3 separate regions of the Zea mays genome follow, and all the other regions are linked to region 3. Evidence: chromatin contacts called from public Hi-C data. All regions are on one chromosome and are shown on one strand. Each heading gives the region's core, a stretch centred on a gene start, on an enhancer-like site or on the middle of the called end of the contact. The rest is flanking DNA. Distances are from core to core; before and after follow the strand shown. Region 1 holds the start of LOC100282457. Region 2 holds the start of LOC100273669. Region 3 holds the start of LOC100275634.

The links. Hi-C and Micro-C count contacts between places; a contact is called where the count stands out from the background.
Region 1: a contact with region 3 is called in a Hi-C map of leaf, with 5 times the contacts expected there. The contact joins the promoter of LOC100282457 here to the promoter of LOC100275634 in region 3. A contact is called at or near these places in 3 of 25 Hi-C or Micro-C datasets (ear, leaf and tassel).
Region 2: a contact with region 3 is called in a Hi-C map of leaf, with 2.4 times the contacts expected there. The contact joins the promoter of LOC100273669 here to the promoter of LOC100275634 in region 3. A contact is called at or near these places in 7 of 25 Hi-C or Micro-C datasets (bundle sheath, ear, leaf and 1 more).

Annotation. Positions count from the first base shown.
Region 1 is chr6:93,398,313-93,402,078 of Zm-B73-REFERENCE-NAM-5.0, reverse strand. LOC100282457 reads right to left here and starts at 1,953. Exons shown (of 3, transcript NM_001412154.1): 1 at 1,729-1,953; 2 at 716-1,526. The coding sequence starts at 1,521. The coding sequence ends at 718.
Region 2 is chr6:93,770,964-93,775,034 of Zm-B73-REFERENCE-NAM-5.0, reverse strand. It overlaps LOC100273669, which reads left to right and starts at 1,417. Exons shown (of 5, transcript NM_001360289.1): 1 at 1,417-1,765; 2 at 1,866-2,166; 3 at 2,627-2,785. The coding sequence starts at 1,565.
Region 3 is chr6:93,527,736-93,531,537 of Zm-B73-REFERENCE-NAM-5.0, reverse strand. LOC100275634 reads left to right here and starts at 1,887. Exons shown (of 11, transcript NM_001374092.1): 1 at 1,887-2,331; 2 at 3,591-3,802. The coding sequence starts at 2,191.

The DNA of each region.
Region 1 (3,766 bases), core at 704-3,203, 130 kb after region 3:
ACAGGTCACAGATGGATTGTCAAGGCATACTTCAAGATCATTCACCAGGAATGAGATAATTAAATGTAGCACCGAGAAAAAAAATAAAACCTATGTTCACTAGCCCAGTGTTTGATAAGTTGGCCAAGCACAACCTCAAAAAAGTATCACAATCCTATAGAACCAAGCGGTTTTCAAGTTGTAAAGGCAAATCCAGTCACCTGAGCACTGCCTAGATTATGACTAGGTCAAATAAAACATGGTTGAGTTATTTGGCTAGTTCTGGCACTTTCAAGCAATTACTGAACTGAGTGCAAGGAACAACGTAAAGGTAAATGGGAAATAGTATTAACTATAGCCAACTTCTGAAGGTTAGCAGTACAAGACATCTAGTTGAATAATAGACCACTAGAACTCTAGCTCTGGATTGACAAGATGGAACAAAAGAAAAATCTGGTCTTCACCGTTCACAATAAGATGATAATTCACTCAAAATCGCATTCAGCCAGAATGCAACAAACCAATAGAACCAGAAAACAATGGCTCCGTGACATGGGTCGGGTAGGGTTATGCTCCTTTTCAGTTAAGCCTATACATAACAAAAGGCTACTAAAGTGATACAATCATGAGTTCACATGCGTTTGCAGATCACTAACAAAATGATAACTGAAATGAATCTATCTAGCAGCTAGACAGAAGTTTTTATAAGTATAGCAAGAAAAGCCAAGTTACTTACCATCACTTCTTTTCAACATTTGGTAAGCAGACAGCAGGTAGTGTATCCAGACCCCCACAAACAGGTAGCTTAGTGGATCCAGACTTGGTGCTTCCAATGCATTGCATACTGGCGACATCACAGGCACCTTGTCCCAACACCTGACCGCTGATAGCGCCCTGCATCCCAGGGTTGCAGTACATCTGATGGTTGCATCTAAAATCACAGGAGTTGGCAACCTGGGCAGCAGCGCTGCCAAGGAGGCTTTCCTGGTCAACACTAGACAGGAGGTCGACGTTCTTGACCGCCGGCGGCCTCTGATACGGGAACGCACCAATCTCCCCCTCGATCCTGCCCCTGATGTCGACGAGCAGGCAGCGGAGCCTGGCCGCCTCCGCCTCGAGCGCGGCGTGGCTCTGGAGCTTTTTCATGAGCTGCTGGTTGAGCGCCCGGAGGTGCACCACCTCCTCCTCGAGCGATGCGGTGTGGGCCTTCTTCTTCTCCCGGTACTTCCTGACGGCGGCGCGGTTCCCCGACGGGCGCTTCTTAGAGGCGGCGTTGCCGTTGCTGTTGTTCTCGGACGGCGACTCGGCGTCGCCCGGCGAGGCCGCGACGATCTTGGTATGGACGTGGACGCAGGTGTGGGTGTGCGAGAGGTCGTGCACCGGCGGGTTGCAGGTGTGGGTGTGCGTGCAGGCGAGGTGCTCCGTGTCCTTGAGGATCTCGTCGAAGTAGCTGTCCATGGAGCAGCTGCTGGGCGGGTCGGTGCCGAGGGCCGGACACAGGTACGTGTCCGGGTTGGAGAAATCCAGGTCCCCGTCGTCCATTGCTGCTGCGGGGTGCGGGCGGGCGCCGGGCAGTCAAAGACGCATCCACCCACTTGGGAACACGACTAAGGAATTGTACTAGTATTACTACTCCGCCGCTGCTCCGGATACAAACGGATTCGAGGGCTCGCAGCAGCGAACGAATTGTACCAGAGACAAACGGAGCGAGAGAATCCGTCGGAGCCAGAAGAGGAATTCCTTACCTACCAGCAGAACGGGGAAAGGACAGTCCAAGCCCCGGATGGGCGGCGGCGGCGGCGACGACGAGAAGGGGGAGAGGGGGTGGATTGGATGGAGGGAGGGAGACGAAGGGGAAGGGTGGATGAATCTGGACGGGGGCGTGTTGGGCGCGTAGGCGGCGGAGGGGAATCCCGAGCCGAACGAGTCCAGTCCTCACCACCCAGGCACCCACCCACCCACTCACCAATTGGGATGGTAACGGTCACGGTTTACAAAACCGTTTTAGATGTAAAAACCGCCCCCCACCGGTAACGGTTTACCGTCGGTAAACCGGTGGAAACCGGTAAAAACCGACCGGTTTGGCCAAACCAAATCATTTTGAATTCAAACCGGTTTACCAGCGGAAAACCGGTGAAAAACCGGTAGAAACCGCCGGTTAACCGCGAAACAAACTGGTTTTTATTGTTTTTTGCAGAAAAATTGAAAATTTTGTCAGAATTTATTTATAGTTTGCTCAATTCACATTGTACAGTAAATATTAATTGATCTACACAACATGCATTCACCAAAAAACATATAATATATATATATATATATATATATATATATATATATATATATATATATATATATATATATATATGCAACCACAAACTCCAGTTCTCATGTAATAAACAACCAGCGAACTTCGCATACTCAAATACAAGTTCTTTTACACCTCTCCAACGAGGCAACAACACATAGGTCGACTTATTTCACAATACTCACATGTTCACCTCGAGTCATAGTGATAGTACTTAAGCATGTTGAAGGGTCGTGATATTGTTTCAATCCATCATAGTGATAGTGATAGGTCTATACAAAAGATACGAGATACATTAGCGAGAAAATAAGAACGACAAATAAATACTTATCCACAAAGCAAAACAACATACCAGTATGTATGTTTGGTGTTTGTGTATTGCACGTGCACCTCACCAAGTGTTGAACTTTTCTTCTGATCAGCAAATCTTAGGAACACATACAGAAGAACTGGAGCTAAGAGTTCTAGCTAGATTGAGTATTGTCTAGATGGAAACTTATTAGAAGAACTGAAGCTACTTGATCCACAGATTCCATCTTGGACAGGAAATGTAACCGAAATTGACCACTAAATGTCTAAACTTGACTTGAGCTACCGGTTTCATCTTCAAGCAAATCTTAGGAACACATACAGAAGAATTGGAGCTAAGAGTTCTAGCTAGATTGAGTATTGTCCAGACGGATACTTATTAGAAGAACTGAAACTACTTGATCCACGGATTCCATCTTGAACAGGAAATGTAACCGAAATTGACCACTAAATGTCTAAACTTGACTTGAGCTACTGGTTTCATCTTCAAGCAAATCTTAGGAACACATACAGAAGAATTGGAGCTAAGAGTTCTAGCTAGATTGAGTATTGTCCAGACGGATACTTATTAGAACTGAAGCTACTTGATCCACGGATTTCATCTTGGACAGGAAATGTAACCGAAATTGACCACTAAATTTCTGAACTTGACTTGAGCTACGGGTTTCATCTTCAAGCAAATCTTAGGAACACATACAGAAGAACTGGAGCTAAGAGTTCTAGCTAGATTGAGTATTGTCCAGACGGATACTTATTAGAAGAACTGAAGCTACTTGATCCACGGATTCCATCTTGGACAGGAAATGTAACCGAAATTGACCACTAAATGTCTAAACTTGACTTGAGCTACGGGTTTCATCTTCACATATAGCATATAACATCTCCACATATAACATATAACATTAAACAAGACTAGTATACCTAAATTGACCACTAAATACTCAATCGTGGCATTAAATTCGGGTTTCCGGCAAAAATTGGCGGTTTACCGATCTAAAATAACGGTTTACCGGTCCCAAAAAACGGTTTACCGGCGGTTTCCGGTTTTTATGAATTTTTTCAAATTTTTCAAATTTAGAACGAATTTTGAAAAAAAACCGGTGGTTAACCGAAACCGCACCCCAGCGGTTTCGGTAAACCGACCGGTTTACCGCCGGTTTTTACCGGTTTTGT
Region 2 (4,071 bases), core at 168-2,667, 240 kb before region 3:
GTTCTGGGGTGGCCTGCTGACCCCAGGATGGCCCTAGGATCTTACCCCTTGTGAGGGGCAAGATCTACTTCGTCTACTTCACTCAAGATCTTTTACTTGAATTGATCTATTAATTTCTAGGCGACTCTACGTTGTCTGGAGATGCCTCGGGTGACCTGCTGACCCGAAACACCCTAAGGTCTCTCCCCCGGGAGCGGGATCTAGGTCCTACGAGGAGAAGAAGACGAACCTGCGCCATCGCGGACCGTCCGGCCCAGAGCGTGGATCGTCCGGACAACGCGCAGGGAAGGCGTCGCTCCTGTCGCCAGGTCGTGGATCGTCCGGCCCAGAGCCGTGGATCGTCTGCGCCACCGCATCGAGCACCGCCAGGCGACCCGGCGATCCATCGTGGACCGCCACCACCATTCATCTCGCGGAGCCGAACCCAAGGTATTGCTCATCACGAGAAGACATTGGGGTTCGTTGTTGTTTGGTACCAAATAGGTGGTGACCATCATAGAGGTTTGTCCCACCTTCAGGATAACCTTTTTAGGTACATCAAGTAATCATCCCATTAGCTCTAAGATTTCTTTTCAAGACCACATTCAAGATAGTGTTAATTGTCTTGCGTCTTATTTACTATCTCGCTCCCTAAGGCCTTGACTCTCTGTGGGCAAAACCTAGTGATCATCCCTATGGTCCGAACTCACTACAAGGACGACCTATAAATCGTTAGTGTTTGGTTCAAAAAGGCGCCAACACTAGGCACACGAACTGAAGCTGCATTATTGGAGTTTGTCTTGAGATTGCAAGGAGATCTACACAGTGAGTCCAATAAGATGGCAACGCAGCAGAGGGAACATCAGGATGCTGTGGCCAATTAGGTCAGCGTGGGCAACGTGGTTGTTTCAAACATTTTGGGGATTTGTTATTTTAGCAGTCTGCTGTGTGCTTAGTTTTGTTTAGGGAAAAAAGTTCAACAACCCACAATGACAAGTTTTGAGGAACAAATTTTTAGTAGCCTCTATACACGATACGATGATTAGGCCGAACCAGGCAACCAGCACAATGCTAATGGTCAACAAGCTAAACGCGCGCGCTGGCGCGCGCCAGTTGACTTATTCTAGAGAACGCGAGGCTCCCAAGACGGCAGACGAAGGATCGCGTTTGAGGCGCTACCAGCCAGCCTCTGTCGGGCAGGCAAATAAGACGGAGCAGTGAACAACAACTGGATGGCAGGATTTGCATCATAGAGAAGCGATCGGACGGTAAAGGAATTCTGAATGACGTGGCCTACCTAGTTTGCAAGCTAGGGTCCCTGGTTTAATATATAGGAATGAGCCGGGTCCTATTCGTGATGGACCAAATTCGCATCGGTGCCACGGCCACGGGCCGCTCTGGAGGACCGGCCTTTTTGCACATCTACAGTCCAAAGCACAAGCAGTCAGCGGAATCCAATCCCCTGCCTCGCTCGGCGCTCCGCCGCCACCTCGAATCCAGTTCACCCACCTCCTCCGTCCTTATTCGTTTCTTCCGCCGCAAGCCAGACAGAGTTGACTGTCACCGTGTTCCCTCGGGGTGGGCGATGGGGTCGTCGGAGCCGTCGTCGCGTTCCGTGCAGAACCTCGTGCTGTACGCCGCCAGCGCCGCGCTCAGCTGCCTCGTCCTCTTGGCCGGCCTTCGCCACCTCGATCCCAACCGCGCCGCCTCTCAGAAGGCGCAGCAGCAGAAGAAGGAGATCGCCAAGCGCCTCGGCCGGCCCCTCGTCTCCACCACGCCCTATGAGGTCCGTCCCTCCACCCGTATCCGTATCCGCCTCCCCAATCCCCATCTAGGGTTCACTTCACTCCGACTCAATCCTCCGCTGGCGTCTCGCTCACCGACAGGACGTGATTGCGTGCGACGTCATCAACCCCGACAGCATCGACGTCGAATTCGATTCCATCGGCGGCCTCGACAAGGTCAAGCAAGCGCTCTACGAGCTCGTCATCCTGCCCCTGCGCCGCCCTGAGCTCTTCGCCTCCGGCAAGCTCCTCAGCCCCCAGAAGGGCGTCCTTCTCTATGGCCCGCCCGGCACAGGAAAGACCATGCTCGCCAAGGCCATTGCCAGGGAGTCCGGTGCCGTCTTCATCAATGTCAGGATCTCCAATCTCATGAGCAAGTGGTTCGGGGACGCGCAGAAGCTCGGTGAGCAATTATACTCTAGTCCACTGGATATCCAGCTATCCACCGGTTTTGAATCCATACCTATTGCTATTATAGTAGTCTTTTGCCATATTCTTCTTTTTCTTGTGTCTGTATGCCACGCACCGATCAACCAATGTTTATATGTTACTCTTGTTGTGGCAGCAGCTGCCCACTGGAAACTTATTTGCTCTAGAGACGATGACAATTGCATTGTTTTTTTGTGTCAGGATGCTGTAGAAATCTGCTGATTTTGAATCCATACCCTTCATAGAAGTTTCTTCTTTTATGTTTATATATGTTACTAGTGCTGTTGCAGCAGCAGCTGTAATGCAGTTATTTGCATTGCTAATTTAACTGTCCACATATCTACTACTTTAGAATTAGAATTGATGTCATCTGTATTGTTTTTTTATGTGTGTCTACGCTATACGCTGATGTTAGTGTGCTATTGCTGTGGCAGTGTCTGCTGTATTTAGTCTCGCTCACAAGCTCCAGCCTGCTATTATCTTCATTGACGAGGTTGATAGTTTCTTGGGGCAGCGACGGACAACTGATCATGAAGCCATGACTAATATGAAGACAGAGTTCATGTCCCTCTGGGATGGCTTCACCACTGATCGTGAGTCCTTTTATACTTTGCCTGCTGCCATGAAAGTTGATGTACAACTTACATTTGTCGACAATGATGTGAACTTGTGAAGCATTGCTTACAGAAATGGTATAGTTGTGTGCTAATTCTTTCTGGGCACGCAAACAGCATAACCCTACTTCAATTAAGCACCCTTTATAGGACAACATTATTAGCATAAATAAATCTTGATTGTCAACACCATTCGCTATTTTTTTGGCCCCATTTTCCAGGTTCTAGAATAAGATGCATTTTCCCTATTTTTGTTATATAAGACATTCCATACTCCAGAGACTTAAGCTAACAGATATAGATTTGTGCTTTGAATCAATATAATAATCCCACAGCAGCCACCTGTTTCATTTCTCTCCCATGATTCAAGCCTATAGATACAGACGTGTGCTTTAAGCCTTGTGGAATAATAATCCCTACACTGTACATACGTTCCATTGCTTTTAACAAACCCCTTTACAACACTGTTCTGCTTAGTTTGTGTTCCTTATTTGTTATATTTGAGCTAATTTATAATGCTAGCTATATTCATAGATGTGTAATGTTTATGTAATATCATGACTTCTGTTGTATATCTGTATGGAGATTCTTGCAGCCTTGACATTAGTGGTTACTGGTTGGTTACTATGATGATTTTCCTCCTGGGACAGGCTAGTGATCTGATTACAAGTGTTCACTGGTTGGTTATCTGGTTCATAGTTGTTAAGGTGTCGCTTAGGCGACGCCTAAGCGCTAAGGCGACGCCTAAGCGCTAAGGCGTGTGAAGGCGTCCTGGTCACCTTATCACGGAGCCTAAGGCGTCCACTTTGGACAGTAGGGCATCGCCCCGGCGCCTTGGAGAGTTCTAAGGCGACGCTATGAGGACGCCTTGGAGTGATGTAGGGTTGGATCCTGACCTGAGCACGTGATTTGAAACCGTGTCCCTGTAGAGTGCCATCAGCAGCGGCGACGATGGCCGCTCCCCTCCTCGGCCGCGAGCTCCAGCTGCGACAGTGAGGTCCCCTGACCTCCTCACCTCTGTGGCAGCTGGGAGAGAGGGAAAAGCGGCTGGGAGAGAGGGAGAAGTGGGGGGGGGGGGGGGGGGGGAGAGAGAGAGTGCTGAGAGAGGGAAGATGGGTGCGGCTGGGAGTGAGTGAATAAGTGGGTAACCTAATTTTAATGGGCCAAGTGGGCTGATTTGGACTGGTTAGACTATTATTTTCCTTTTCTTTATCATTTTTCTCTTCTTTATTAGTATTTTTGTCCTACACACTTTCTCAAATATC
Region 3 (3,802 bases), core at 638-3,137:
TGTCTTATCTTATGGGGGTCAAAAAAATCAGAATCAGAATAATAAGATAAGCCTAGATGTAAAAGACTTGTCTTCTAGGTGTCTAGTTTTGTGTCAAGTAGACTCGATCTTTGAGCATCCATCATGCTGCAGCTCGATGACGAGCTGCTTGTCCAAGATGGGTAGTGTCAGGGCCCAAGAAGACCCACGAAGGGACTACAGCACCAGCAGTCATAGACCCTCCAAGTGGGGTTAGATAATGATAGTTAGAAATAAGATTAATTGAGATTATTTAGAAATGTTATCAGTTAGTTTGTTAATAGTTTTTATAATAGTTTTAAGGAGATAAGGATCTCTAGCTAGATATAGACGACTAACCGGCCTATTTACGTAATTCATTAGAAATAAAATAGACAAGAATTAGAAGTGAGAAACCCTCTTCTTACTCGGCCGTAGGCAAAGGCCCCCTGCCGACGTTCCTATCCATCTCCAATCTCTCACCGACCTAGCCAATTCATCCTCGGATGGATCCCTTTATACAATGACAAGCACAACAAAGTGTTCTTTTTAATCTTATTCGCTACCTTGGTATTTCTGTCACATGACCACCCTAGGATTTTTTTCCCTGTGTTGAATTGTGTAGCCGAAACGCAGACTGAATCCAATGCATAGAACTGACTGCGTGCTTTCAAGGCCTGAGTGACGACAAGAAAAGGAAACATCGCCTGTTTTGTTTTGTTAGCTTTAACCGCTAGGGGATGGGCCATCACTGACAGCAAGACAGCAAAAAAAAACCAATACAAAACAAAACACAAATGATGGGAGAGGACGAGGAGGCATCAGAGTCATGGAAGAGGAGCAACATGGCTAAGCCTCTGGGAGGCAGCTTCTGCATCTCAAGCAGGATGCACATGTCGTCATCTGCCTCAAGAAACTAAAATCTGATCCAAACATATAAATCTCTCACGAGACCTGGACGGGCGCTGCAGGTTAATTCCTAATCCATCGATTAAGGTGTGGGGTGGTGGGAGCGAAGCAGGCAGGCATCAGAGTCATGGAAGACGAGCAACACGGCGTGCCTCGTCACGGAGGCAGCAGCTTCTGCTTCGTAAGCATGTCGTCATCTGCCCCCAGCATGCCCCCGCACCAACCCAATCCAATCAATCAAATCAAATCCCGAGGAAGAACTGCAAACGAGGAAGAACTGCAACAACAAAAAAAACGCGCAAGTGGGCATGGATGGAACATGCGTGTTCTCTGAACAAGAAAACAGAAAAACATAAAGAAATTGTTGGCGGCGGCGGATCGGGAAGACGAGATGGCTACCCCCACCCGTGCGGTATTTATGGACAGATGGTGCTAGGGTTGGGTTGGGTGCCCTCGGCCGCCCTCCATTCTCCGCGATGACACCTGGACATATCTTGGCCGTCCGATCTATAGTGGCATAGGAGCGAGAGAATCGTGCGAAAATAGAGTAAGCAACCGATGTCGGATGCCCGTGCTGCTACAGTCAGAGTCAGCCTAATTTGATAGAAGTGCTGCTAAATACAGTTGTTTGCATCGACTACTACACGAGACGCGCACACACTGCACGCAACGCGTTGTTGCCTTGCCGTTGTTCTTCTCCTTTTTGCACAACGTCACAATGATCCGTCGTCGTTGCTTCCAGTTCCAGCAGAGGGGGTGTACGACTGCCACGTGCCGCATGCAGCACACGCCACGTGCTTCGTGGTGGTAAGCCACAGCGACGGATGACGCACGCAGCTGAATTAATTGCTTGACCGGACGAGCACGAGCACGATGATGGCGGGCGGGGCGTGGGACGGGAACAGAAAGACGGAAACGGAACGAGTCAGAGGTTGCCCAGTCCACGAAACAAAAAGCGACCCACCCCAAACCCAAACCAACCCTGCCGACTGCCGTCGTGTCGGCTCGCCAACGCCAATCCCACCAGGCCACCACCACGCCACGCACTGCGCCTCCCTCCCTTGCGTCCGCCTCTCACCCGCAACTTCAAACCCGCCGCCACCTCCGGGGACCAGCAACCCCAACTCCAGCGCTGGGGAGGAGCGACGACGAGCTGCCCGATTCCACCACCACCAGCAACTTGAGGAATAGCCTCCTGCCTCCTGCCTCCAGCAGAGCGCGTGTCCCTCCTGCCTGCCGGCTACATTCGCCCGACTCCGACTCCGCTGAGAAGCCAAGCCAGCCATGGGGTGCGTGTGCTCGAGGCACTTCCCGGAGGACGCGCCGGGCACGCTGGCGGCCGCCTACGACGCGCGCCGCGGGAGGTACGGCCCCGGGAACTTCGACTCCGGCGAGCTCGCCATCCCGCCGCCCCACTCCAACAAGGTACATCCCCATCCTGATCCCCTGCCCCCCGCCTCGTGCATGCTGCTGCGTTGCGTACGTGCCGCGGCTCTCGCTGCTTTTCGAGGTGCGGACAGCGGACGGTACTGCTGCTTCAAATTCAAGGTCACCTTGCTGCTGGGAGTTGGACACACCACCGATTTCCTAGCGAGACTCTCGCGGGCTCACCACAATCCTCGTCAGAGTTCCTATTTTCCGACCAACCGATTGATACGCGAACAAGGGCGTGCTCGCTATACGTACCATACAGATACAGATACATACAACAAGTCAAGCCAATAATTAGTAGAATACAAGCCTGCATGTCGGCATACATACAGTACTACAGTGTGAAGTCAAGCTTGGCGGCCCTTTTTCTTGCAAATCTCTCTCCCAGCCAGGGATAAGCGAAGCCGGTGCTTAATCTACATTCACGTTGCTGTCAGCAAAAGTCTGCCCTCTGGAACGGATGGTCAAGCCTGCGACTGCGACCCACAACGCGAAATTGTGTCTGACCGCTCTTCTGCTCTGTGCCGCTTTTGGAGTCGCCAAATCATACCATCTTACGTTCGGTTTTCCGGATTGTTTCCCTAATTTATATAAGTTTTGATCACCTGGAATCGGTCACCAGTGCATTCCTGGATAAACGAACAACTCTTCCGGAGGCACGAAGTTTCCAGTTTTTATTCGCAGCTAGGAGGGGTCGTTGCTCTCCTCCGAATGTGCAAGGAGTCTCTGTCAAACTACAAACCATGGCACGATGGACAAACACTAGTCGTGTTGCGTATTGCTGTCAGCATGTGTAGACAAAAACTGGGATAAGCAGCGGCTAAGTCATTGGGCATGACAGGAATCTCATAGCTAATGATATAAAAAACGAGGGCACAGTAAATTCAGAGAAGCAATCCAACAGCTTCCAAGGACTGGCATCTCCTTTCATATTTTGACCAAGCTCAGTCAAAGTTTCATGTTTCCATGATCTAGTTGCATGAACTTTCATTTTTTTAGTAGTGCTGTTTCATAAGTCATAACTTTTAACATTTCATACCAGAATAGCATTCTTAGAATATATAAACGTTGCTTTATATGTCACGAGCTCACCTAATGTCACCTAACTACAAACATTCTTTTCCTGATGTCATTTTGCACAATAGCTAGTTAGATTTCCATTTGTAGCTGACGAAGTAGAACTAAGAGATCATTACATGAGAGCATAGCGGTAGGTCTTTTCACATGAACTCTGACATACTAAGTTCTGCCAGGTATCAGACACAGGTACATTTCTGGGAAGAGCTAGCATTGCTGCCGTTGAAGTGTTAGACACGCTCGGGAGTAGCATGACAAGCTTGAATCCTGGCAGCGGCTTTCTCTCCGGAGGAACCAACCGGGGCAATAGAGCCTGTATTTTAGCATTTGAAGTCGCGAATACAATAGCTAAGGCTTCTAGTTTGTGGATGTCATGCTCTGATGAGAG